Linked DNA regions of Zea mays: region 2 is linked to region 1. Evidence: chromatin contacts called from public Hi-C data. All regions are on one chromosome and are shown on one strand. Each heading gives the region's core, a stretch centred on a gene start, on an enhancer-like site or on the middle of the called end of the contact. The rest is flanking DNA. Distances are from core to core; before and after follow the strand shown.

Region 1 (6,127 bases), core at 2,570-5,069:
TGCTGTAGAACAAATCATGACGTAACCTTAAAGTTCAGTCGTATTCCGACTCCCAACCTGCCGCCTGTATTAAGTGATGGCCAGCATGATCAACTTGCCAGTTGCCACTTACATCCTGGACTATACTTGCACCAATTTTCTCACATGCTCCAACCTTTTGCAGTTCATGGACGTAAGTTCATTGCAAGAGGCCTTGCCTAGCCCAGATCTGCCAACCTTCCTTGATGGTTTACCTGAAAGATGGTTCTCCAGCAGCTCTTGTGCTTATGTTCCATCAGCGTCAGCGTCACATGGTATGCTCTCCTGGATCTACCAATGATTATATTTCTACCGTTCACAGCTTCACATCAAAACCACCGGATATGACTGGAACAACCTGTGCGTATTCAGGTGGACTGCCGTGCCTTGTCGAGCGGGGCCCCAACTGTTCCTTGCTGTGAGTTGCTCCCCTCTGATGCATGCTTTATTGTAAACCAGCTGAGCTGCTATCTGCTGATATCTGCTTTCCCGCCGGTCCAGGAATATACCAGTTGGCACTTTATCAGCTGGAAATCCTTTTGTATAGAGGGCATCACAGTGAAAATAATCTGCGTCTTGGACTTGGCATGTTCCTTTGGTTTGGTGATCTTAGAGCTAGGAATCTTTTCTGTGCGAACCGGGACACCTTGCAAGGTTACCAGAGGAGGTGGGGAATATGATAGCGTCCCCAGGACCCACTGGAGGAATGTTTAGTAATTGTGAGTTTCTGATGGAGGAATGTGTGTATTCTTTCTCGGTTCATGTACTCTAGGACATGATTATTCAGCACTACCGGGCATCCTCCCGGTACATTTCTTTCTGATAGTTACAACGATACATGGCTTCATCCAGTTATTCAAGTTGTTCAGGTACATGTACATCTCTTGCGGATATTGCTTCAGGACATCAACATACATGGGTATGTCGGCTGGGTGGGAACTATACAACATATATATTGTAGAAGTCGTAGTCACAGCCGGATTAAAGCCGTAGCGAACAAAACGACAGCTTACAGTCTATAACCAATATTTTTACAGCTACAGCCCAATCAAACTGTCCTTAGCCAATTCTAAGGCCCTGTTTGGGAACAAAGTTTTTGAAAACTACAGTTTTTAAAATACTATACTATACTTTAGTTATGACAATACCGTAGTTTATAATACCGCAGTTTTGAAAACTGAGGTCCAGAGCTAAGTTTAGAATGCCTTAAAACAACTATAGTATTTGCATACTTCAGTTTTGAAAATAGAGATTTTACCCAGCTTGCCAAACACCATTATGTATATAATACTGCAGTATTTGAGAATACTGCAGTATTCTTCCAAAACTGCAGAAAAACTTTGTTCCCAAACACCCCCTAAACGGCATATGCAAAATGCAACGCAATAGCCAAAGGACAAAGGCGACCTAGTCGTCCGGACGAGAGTGTTCGATTGAGTGATTTCTTAAGAATTGAGACGATTCTGTTCCTCCGTGAATATGTTTCAAATCTATACTCAAACAAAATTCGTTTTAGAGAAATAGTATGTTCATAAAATTCGTTCTAAATTTATCATCATTTGTTTAAATATAGATATAAAACTAAGAGCTAAAATGGCTACTATTTGTTTAAATATAGATATAAAACTAAGAGCTAAAATGGCTACTATTTGAAACGGAGTGAGTACTATTGTACCTATAATTTATTTTGATTTTTTCTTATTCATACTTTTTTGTTATATATCTAAATATATTAGAAATTATACACTAAAACAGTAAATGATTTTTAAATTCAGGATAAAAAGGAGTAGAAAAGAACATTAAGATTTAATACTATTAAATATCTTCTTCGTGTCCAGAATTTAAGATGATTCTACGCAGCACTATTGTACCATCAACTAGTGTATATATATTATGAATTTAATGATTTATTATTTGTCTTATATTATGACATATTATTATTATTTTCTTATCTAATAATAGAAACAATTATAATTTGTTAATTGTCGGTTTACCGGTATAAATCAGATTTCTTGTTTTGTTTAATAAGCCTGATACGAAAATTACATATTATGACTAAAAAAATTACCATAAACTAACACTATAATTTTAATCTAAAATATATGCAATAACCATTAACGAAAAGGAAATTAAAATTTAGACATCTAAATATTAACAAATCCCTTATTAAATATACTATAGAACATATTTGCCGTGTGCTCATTAGATGTGAAAAGTATTAGTTAATAATTCGGTTAATAAAGATAGTTTAACATAATGCTGAAAATTAATTTATTTAAAGACGGTACGACCAGTACGGGTTCAATTTTCTCGAAGGGTACCTACGGTTTCGGTTTTCTCAAAGGGTACCTACGGTTTCAGTTTTCTCAAAGGGTAAGCGGTTTTATGGCACGTATGCTGTGACAGTTTTTTAATCAAAGTTTTGATGCAGCTGTAGTCCTCGAAGAGTGATACTAGTTGCAAAACAATGCTGAGATAGGATTCGAACCGTATGTAACCGAGTGGGAACTAAAAGTTGACAGTACTACACTTCAAAGGGGGGGAAAATGTCTACTGCTTCTAGACTTCAAGCTCGTCTGCACTCCGAACAGTGCGACGAGGATGACGTGTTGGCAAGAGAAAACGCTGCAGAACAGCGCAATTACAGCTTCTCGGGCCATTCGATTGTCGAAGAGGAAAGGGGAAGGTAGGGTAGTACACTAGTACTACGAAGTATGAACTATCAAAGGCCAGCCACCGGCGACGCCGCTACAAGGACGGCTGCGCGGCCGCCTGGCGCATCCTGCTGCCCCAAGTCTCCCCGCCGGCGCGCCCGCGCCGCCCCGCCGCGCGCCACTGCAGCCCGGTCAGCTGCGCCTCCCAGTCGGCGAACCCGGCGCGGCGTGCCGCGCGGTACCCGGCGTCGCCGAAGTGGGCGCCGCAGCGGAGCTGGATGTCGTAGCCGCGCCTGCGCTCGGGGTCGGACAGCACCTCGTAGGCCTCCCGCGCCGCCATGAAGCGGTCGGCGCCGCCGGGGCACGCGTCCGGGTGCCACCGCCGCGCGGCGCGCCGGTACGCCGCCTTGATCTCGTCGGGCCCCGCCGTCTCCTCGACGGCGAGCAGCTCGTACATCGTCGCCGCCATCGCGGGCGCGGGCGCGGCCACTGCCGAGGCCGCGGCCGAAACCCGCACCCGCGACCGTGGCTGGCACCTCGCCCCGCCGAAGCAGTACCCCACGCCAACGGGCCTCGCGCTCACGGAGGTCATCTTCTTCCTTCCCCGCTCTGCTGAGCTAAACCACCGGAGACGGCCCGGAAAGCGATGCGTGAACGTGTAAGCTAGCTAGCTACCAATGTGGATGAAGCAGAAAAGCAGTCGCGTCTCGCTCTGGCTCTGCAATCGTGGCGCCGAATGGCCGGGGACGTGCCCGTTTATATAGCAGCTGGACAGCGTGAGCGACGAGGTCTCCTCTGTGTTTCTGGAAGGGACGGTGCTGCGGAGGCGGGAGGGATAAGCGAAGGGCGTCATCGCCCACGGGAACCGCGGTCCGCGGGCTCTGTCTGGTACGATTACGCGCTAATCACCTTTACGTGAGTGAACCCCCAGTTTGTCGTGATTACTGTTGGCACTGCTTGTGTGCCGCGGTTTGACTGCTGCTGTAGTACTTCTGGAATCTGGACTGGGCATCTAGAAAGACGAGATGGCGCAAGCGCGCCAAGAGGGGGAGATTGACGTGGTGGCGCTGCGCCGTGTGCGTCCTTTCTGGAATTTCCCTTTTGCCCGTGGAGCGGAGATCTACTCGTTTACTTGCCCGCAGTTGTGATAGAGGAAACGGTAGTGTCTCTCTGGCAGCAGGGCAGGCTTTGGCTCTTCCCGACATATAGTTAGGCTGACATATAGGGTCTATTTGGTTTGATGTCTAACTTGCCACACTTTGCCTAACTTTTCTGTCTAAGGTTAGTTCTTCAATTCGAACGACTAACCTTAGACAAAGTGTGACACATTTAGCTACGAACCAAACAGCTCCATAGTTAGGGAGGCTTTCGAGTCGGGAGCGAGGCGAGAGGGAGCCGGCGGGCAACCCTGCCACCGCCGGCTCGACGATATCGTCTGACTTTCGTCTGTGTTGGAGCGTGCTTCTCGTCTGTGTTGGAGCGTGCTTTCGGGCGATAGGTGGGCGAGAGGTGGACGACACGTTGGCAGCGGCGAGACACGGGTTAGCGAGGTGGCAGATTTTGATTAGTTTATTTGGTCACATCACCGCCATTCATTAAATTTGCAAAATATTATAAATTCCATCCCAATTCATTTGTAAATTCAAAAAATGTAAAATATTATAAATTGCAAAATATTGTGCGCTTTGTAATTTTCAATTTAATAAAAATATATTATGTTGTGCGATTTGAAAGTGTTGAAAACAAATCTGCGTGAATTAATTCTGAGATAGAAAAGTTGATGTAACTATGAGTTAAGGTTGTAGGATGTGCACTGGAATAGGATGGGCGAGAATGAAGTCGAGAGCTGATGTGATAGGGACGATAGGGGATGGTGCATTGGCACCATCCTTATACTCTAGCATATAGCTAAAGGTGTTTGGTTTGTTTTATCTAGTTAGAAGTATATTAAATATAATTTAGTTATAAACTTATTTTTTAGATGGTGATTAAACGACAAACAAATCTATTAAATCTAACCAGTCTATGATTCATCTATATAATATTTAAGCATTTTTCTAATCATAGATTAAATAGATTTAATAAATTCGTATCTCTGCATTTATATCATTTTTGCAATTAGTTTTATGATTAAACTATATTTAATAATTATAATTGGCATTCAACATCCACCGGGAGTCGTTTGCACAAGCCTTCTAGATCGTGATTAGGCCGGCCGGTGTGACTGCATGCGTGGCTAGCCTTTGGCCTGACAGCGTCGAATCTGATGAGTGGAAGACCTCGCCATCGTGACGACGACGTGTTTCTAGACGGGGGTTCGTCCATGAGCGGTCGCTTATCGGCTACTCTGACTTGCCGTGTAAGCTCATACGTACGTATGTCTCAACATCGATTGATCGATTAGCCCATTTTGTTGCTGCGTGTCTCTGTGATCTGCGCCTCATTTAAAAAATACTTTTTTTGTTATTAGAAGAGGCGGTCGGGTCCTTTTTCATGAACAGAGTTCCCCAATAATCCATGACCGTACATGTGGTGGTGAGACCAATCCGGAAGAAACAGCCAATAGAATTCAAAACGGTTCACCTAATCACGGTACAAGGACGAGCAGCTCGATCGCTACTAATGTACGTTTGCAGCAAATCAACGACCTCTGGAACTTGCATTACAGCCATACACTTGTGTGGTCATGTGGATAGCATCAAGCGCGAGTATCGTGTGCCCGCATTGTTCTGCGTACACGGCTTTACTGTGATATTCTTAAACAAACGTGAACCATTTATTTAAGGTGTCGTGTTGTTCACGAAATGTAACGTAAATGACAATGCATTGTAATGATTCACATTCGAATACCGGTGATAATGAGTTTGAGTAGATTGGTATCAGTTCCTAGGGTGGTACCTGATTACGATTGGACTTAAACAAACATGATTTAACGTTATCAATTACCCATCACGTTACAAATATGTGAACCAAACGACATCTAAGTACTAATTGGTTCCACTCAAAATTCGGTTCCTGACTTTTTCCATTAAATCATTTGGTTCACATATTTGTAACGTGACGAGTAACTCATAATGTTAGATCATGTTTGTGTAGGTTCTACCGTAATCAGATACCATACTAGAAACTAATACTAGTCTATTCAAACTTGTTTACCACTGGTAATAGAATGTAAATCATTACTATTCTCATTTACTTTATATTTGGTGAACCAAACAACACCATAGTTATTAGGAACTTGCGTCAGGAAAGGCCTAGAGGATAGGATGACATTTTATCTACCAATTTTCTATTGTAATAGTAGTCTCTATCTCTACTATATTAAAGCACTAGTTTCAACGGTCTACTCGTTCGATGGCTCGGCATCGACTGTCTACATGGTCTTTCCCTTACCACGGTGTTGACTCGGTATGCTTCTACCACTTCTATGTACAAGTCACCCATCCTTCTGTCAT
Region 2 (6,127 bases), core at 1,954-4,453, 180 kb after region 1:
CGGCTACCTGCGATGCATTTAATGCGCGCGCAGCGCGCGCAGAAGGCAGGCGCGCCCATACTGGCGCACCGGACATGGAACAGTACATGTCCGGTGTGCACCGGACATCCAGGCGGGCCCACAAGTCAGGAGCTCCAACGGTCAGAATCCAACGACATTGGTGACGTGGCTGGGGCACCGGACATGTCCGGTGCGCCATCGAACAGACAGCCTCCACCAACGGTCAAGTTTGGTGGTTGGGGCTATAAATACCCCAACCACCCCCACATTCATTGCATCCAAGTTTTCCACTTCCCAACTACTACAAGAGCTCTAGCATTCAATTCTAGACACACCAAAGAGATCAAATCCTCTCCAAATTCCACACAACGCCCTAGTGACTAGAGAGAGAGATTTGCTTGTGTTCTTTCGAGCTCTTGCGCTTGGTTTTGCTTTCTTCTTTCTTGATTCTTTCATTGCAATCAAACTCACTTGTAATTGAGGCAATAGACACCAAACTTGTGGTAGTCCTTGTGGGAACTTTGTGTTCCAAGTGATTGAGAAGAGAAAGCTCACTCGATCCGAAGGATCGTTTGAGAGAGGGAAGGGTTGAAAGAGACCCGGCCTTTGTGGCCTCCTCAACGGGGAGTAGGTTTGCGAGAACCGAACCTCGGTAAAATAAATCCGTGTGTCACACTCTTCATTTGCTTGAGATTTGTTTTGCGCCCTCTCTCGCGGACTCGTGTATATTTCTAACGCTAACCCGGCTTGTAGTTGTGTTTATATTTGTAAATTTCAGTTTCGCCCTATTCACCCCCCCTCTAGGCGACTATCAGACGCCGTCTAGAACCAGAGGGCTAAGAATCGGTGGGAGCCGACTCCCGGAACAATCCCTGCCAAACCGGCGCCGACCACCCGGCACGTCACCGGAACATCCAACTCATGCAAGGCCTAGCCATGCGGATATTAATCAAATCTTCGATAAACCAAAGACTAACTGTGACGGATCGGGTCCACCGAGTGAGGACGGAACAGGATGCCACCCTCACTCTCGCGAACTCATGCGTAGGCGGCAAAACACTCACAACCAGCAAACAACATACGTGTATAACGATCTTGCCGACGCATTCTCCTAGATACTATGTTAACTAGTGCATCTCGCCATAAAAAACGCTTCAGTACCAGAAAGCATAGAGATTTAACGAATAAGAACAACATCACCCTGATCACAAGATGCGATTATGGTGGCGTGGTACTTACCCGTGAAGAACCCTGAGAACATGGGCGACGAGGCGCCAAAGCTTGTGGTCGCAAAACGTGTGTAGATTTACGACCCCTAATGAGTATTTACAAGTACATATTTATAGTCTAGGGGACTCTCCAACCCTAGTGTTACAGACGAGCTCTATCTTCCTATTCCTAAGCTAACTTATTATCACTAATTTTGTGGCTGCTTATCTCGAGATGTTCTTGTGCGGGGATACGCCCTTCCGCATCAGTCAGGCCGCTCTTTGCGGCCCATCCTGCGTTGCGGCCTGTCTCGGGCCTGACTAAAATCCAGTGATAACACCAAGTAAAGTTGAATTAGTCAAGTTACTTTCTTTCCCAACCAAGGTATAGCATGGATAAACATTCCTATCCATAAACAAAAAATACAATAAGAGTTATAAGAAATTACGTGGAATTCTACTAAACCCTATATTATGTGCATATTCAATGACACCAGCATTATATTTTGTACATACTTTGTATTCAAGGGAGAATGGAATATTAAAGAACTATACTCATGGTACGTTTGGTTTAGCTTTTTGAACCTGCTTCTACTTTGAAAAGACATACCTTCTTAGCTGAACCAAATAGGTTCAACTTTTCTGCAACTACTTTAAAATGACAAAAATAAGGTTAAAAATAAATAAGTGTTATAATAAATGAAATAAGAAATATTTTTAATAAAAACATATAAAATTATTAAAAATGTTATATATATATATATATAAATATATAAATTGATTGATAGATATAGTTAAACAAAGTGCATATAAGTAATATATAGTTTGTTCATGGTAACTCACAATAGTTTGAACCAAACAACTTTTAGTTTTTTCACGGCAAACAACTCATTACAATTTTTTATAGCAGATAGCGGAAAACAACTTTTCTCATGGTAGACAACAGAACTAAACGCACCTTAAATCCTTTGTCACAAACGGTGTACTCCTAAAAATGGTGGGCATGTAAGAAAACAAGATAGCATGGGAAAATATGTATTAAAATTATGCTGTTATGAAAGTAGGAGTAATCGAAGTGACCTCCCACGTTTTCCTTTTATTAAGTTCTTGTTTGGCAACTTTATTTTTCTAAGAGATTTCTAAATATGATTGTTAAACTAGCCCTAAAAGATAGAATATCTTCGCCTCTGCACCCACGTACAATTAAATTTTATAATATTTTAGCTTATTTTCTGGCAAAATAAAGATGAAGAGTATACTTGAATATACAAAAGTCATATGCAAAGTATAATATTACTTTATCGTCTATTTTTTATAAACATCTTGAAACATTTTTACTTTATCTTCGCGCTGCAGCTGCACCTAGAAGTAGAACACAACTAATATGCTTCTGCATTTACATGTGAGTCATTGCCGGAATTGTTTAGAATAGTCTTCCAAATCTGCATCTGAATTTGTTTACGGTATGTAATACTATATGATTCTAAGGTACCCACCTCTGCTACCGTGAGAAAATAACCCAATATAAAATTATTTGCACTAGGAACCAATCATGGTCGATGAGCTAGATTAGAGGAACGCGCGCCACATCAAAAGCCGAAGAGCACGGGGCAGCGGGCCCATCTGCCAGGCCGCCACCACCACCGCCAGCACCCACTCCCTTTTGTCCTAGCTCTTCGCGCGGTACGATCCTCCTCGGACCACGCCACACCGGGAGAGGAGAGCAGGAGGCCACCGACCGGCGACCGGGCCCCGCGTGTCACACGCAGACGCCACCAGCCAAGCTCTCCGCGGGTGGCGGTAAAAGAGCGCCATCACGCGGGCGATTACGGAGGGGCAAAATCTTTTTTTACCGCCGCGCAGCATCGCAGTGGCAGCTCGTGAGTGGAGGGAGGCGGGGATCATTAGTTTAAGAGGGCAGATTATAAAAGCCGGGCTGTCGCTGTTGAGGCCGAGCACAGCAGCAGAGCACCATCAGCACCAGCACGCCCACTTGCCTCCTATTATTTGCGCCAGAGGGCAGGGCAGGGCAGGGCAGGGGCCTTGGCGCTACCCCCGTTCTTATCCCCACCTCGTGCCTCCCCTCCTCCCCCCTTCCCCTCTCTCGCCCCTCCTCCCTCCGTCTCGTCTCCCAGGTCATGGCAAAAGCTGGAGCACCGGGAAAAATAACAAGTGGGAGATAAACAGGAAGAGCTAGGTGAGTTCTTCCTACCTGCCTGGACCTCCTACCCTTCCCAGTTCTTGTGTGGCTGGTCCTCCTTTTCTTCGCTGATCTTCTTCTTCCCTTGCTGCTTGTGCTACTGGAGTGTGGTCGCCTGATTATCTGATGGATATGTAGAGTGATATTTTTTTTCCCCAGGAGATCTTTTTTCCTCTCTAGATTTTTTTTTTCAGTATCCTGTAGCTTCCCGAGGTGGCCAATTCCCGTTTGAGTTCCGATCCTTCTTTTCCCTTGCTGATGTTCTGTCCTCCAGCGTAATAGCTGCGGCTAAATCCACGACAGAGTTCCAAGGTTGATGCCTTCGATGATTTTGCAGCTCCCATCCAAAAACCTGAGTTTCTTACATCTCTTTCCTCTTTTTTTTCCCCTTCTACAAGTTTCGGTTGGATCTCAATACCACAATTAGTCAAAGGCTCAGCTCGTTCTACGGTTCTAGGAAGTGTCTAACAGCCGGGTGTGATGGAAACATTCTGTTCCTGCATCATCTTCGGAGGCGCAAAATTTGACCAGTTTTCGTTAGGTTTGATACGTGTTTAGTCCATTTAGTCCCTTGTTTTCTTCCCTTTCATGTATGACCTTGATTCCCCCTTTCAAGCACATGGGTGCATGTTCTTTGTTACCAACTGTCAGTTCGTGCTTGGCTGGTTGAAAAAAAAATGACTACTTATTTTTTTTTCCTGAAAAGCTTTCCTTCCCTGCCCTTTGATCTTTTTTTAGCTTTCCCCCTTGTGATTCAACCAGAGCTTGTGAACATGCTTTCGTAAAAAAAGGGGGAAAGATGCAACTTTACCTGCTTGTTCCGTGAACCGGCATATGAGTAGTTTTTTTATGGAACTATTTATATATTCTCATAAGTTTTCATGCTTTAATTCCTTCTTCCACAAGTATGTGTGATGCATATTTCTCACCCATGCTGTGTAATCTGTTTCTTTTATGTCGAAACAATAAGGGCCATGCTATATTTGGCCATGTATAGTTTGATCAGATCAAGGCCCTGTTCTGTTTCACCAGACACATGCCAGGTTGCTAACTTTGGCCTCCCGGCTGTTGCTTCAGTAGGCAATCTTGCCTTTTTCTGCTACACGATTGTCTCCTGTAGCTGTGTAGATCTATGATGCCAAGGCAAAAGGCCCTCATGTAATCACCAAATTAAGATGCCACAGTAGCGTTCACTGGACCATCTTTAATTACCTTTTTTACTAACACGCAATCGTGTTGCACATGTTTACCCTTGCCCTGCACTTATTGTCTGTGCACTGAATTGCTGACAGTAAACACAGCAGCTGACGTGTTCGTCGTGTTGCTTCCGCGCAGGTGAATACTTGGAGAAAAAGGTCCCCCACACCCCCCACGCAGGTGAATACTACAAGTAGCAGTACAAGGAAGAGAGCCAATCTGCCCGTGACTGCCAGTGAGTTGCTCGGGTGTGGTGGTTAGTTGAGGTCACGATGATGGGAGGCGGGCTGATGATGGATCAGAGCGTGGTGTTCCCTGGCGTCCACAACTTCGTGGATCTCCTGCAGCAGAACGGCGACAAGAACCTGGGCTTCGCCTCACTCATGCCGCAGACGTCCTCCGGCGACCAGTGCGTGATGGGGGAGGGTGATCTCGTGGACCCACCGCCAGACAGCTTCCCGGACGCCGTGGAGGACGACAGCGATGACGACGTTGAGGACATCGAGGAGCTGGAGCGCCGCATGTGGCGCGACCGCATGAAGCTGAAGCGGCTCAGGGAGCTGCAGCAGAGCCGCGGCAAGGATCCCATGGCTAGCGGTGGGGGCCTGGCCGACGGCTCATCCAAGCCAAGGCAGTCGCAGGAGCAGGCCCGGCGCAAGAAGATGTCGCGCGCGCAGGACGGCATCCTCAAGTACATGCTCAAGATGATGGAGGTGTGCCGCGCGCAGGGGTTTGTGTACGGGATCATTCCGGAGAAGGGCAAGCCGGTGAGCGGCGCCTCCGACAACCTCCGTGCCTGGTGGAAGGAGAAGGTCCGCTTCGACCGCAACGGCCCGGCCGCCATCGCCAAGTATCAGGCCGACAACGCCGTCCCGGGCGCCGAGAATGAGCTCGCCTCGGGCGCTGCCAGCCCTCATTCCTTGCAGGAGCTGCAGGACACCACACTCGGCTCGCTGCTCTCAGCACTCATGCAGCACTGCGACCCCCCACAGCGGCGCTACCCGCTGGAGAAGGGCGTTCCTCCACCGTGGTGGCCTACCGGCGACGAGGAGTGGTGGCCGGAGCTTGGCATTCCCAAGGACCAGGGCCCACCTCCCTACAAGAAGCCCCATGACCTTAAGAAGGCCTGGAAGGTGAGCGTGCTCACCGCTGTCATCAAGCACATGTCACCAGACATAGAGAAGATCCGACGCCTCGTTCGCCAGTCCAAGTGCCTCCAGGACAAGATGACTGCCAAGGAGATCTCGACCTGGCTGGCGGTCGTCAAGCAGGAAGAGGAGCTGTACCTGAAGATGCACCCTGGCGCACGCCCGCCGGCATCCACTGGTGGCATCGCCAGTGCCATATCTTTCAACACCACCTCAAGCGAGTACGACGTGGACATCGTTGATGAGTGCAAGGGGGATGAGGCTGGCAACCAGAAGACAGCAGTCACTGACCCAACCTCCTTCAACCTTGGTGCGGCTATCCTAAGTGACAAGTTCCTCATGCCGACGCCGATGAAGGAGGAGACCGCTGACGT

What was found. A called contact is a pair of places that touch in the nucleus more often than the background predicts.
Region 2: a Hi-C map of leaf mesophyll shows a contact between it and region 1, with 2.2 times the contacts expected there. The contact joins the promoter of LOC100285672 here to the promoter of LOC103634596 in region 1. A contact is called at or near these places in 7 of 25 Hi-C or Micro-C datasets (bundle sheath, ear, endosperm and 3 more).

Annotation. Positions count from the first base shown.
Region 1 is chr1:52,646,243-52,652,369 of Zm-B73-REFERENCE-NAM-5.0, forward strand. It overlaps LOC103634596 (chaperone protein dnaJ 20, chloroplastic), which reads right to left and starts at 3,820. Exons shown (of 1, transcript XM_008656987.4): 1 at 2,473-3,820. The coding sequence starts at 3,264. The coding sequence ends at 2,767. It overlaps LOC103634597 (probable ADP-ribosylation factor GTPase-activating protein AGD14), which reads left to right. Exons shown (of 14, transcript XM_008656989.4): 12 at 164-293; 13 at 391-436; 14 at 520-890. The coding sequence ends at 565.
Region 2 is chr1:52,822,238-52,828,364 of Zm-B73-REFERENCE-NAM-5.0, forward strand. LOC100285672 (ETHYLENE-INSENSITIVE3-like 1 protein) reads left to right here and starts at 3,204. Exons shown (of 2, transcript NM_001158563.2): 1 at 3,204-3,405; 2 at 4,744-6,127. The coding sequence starts at 4,878.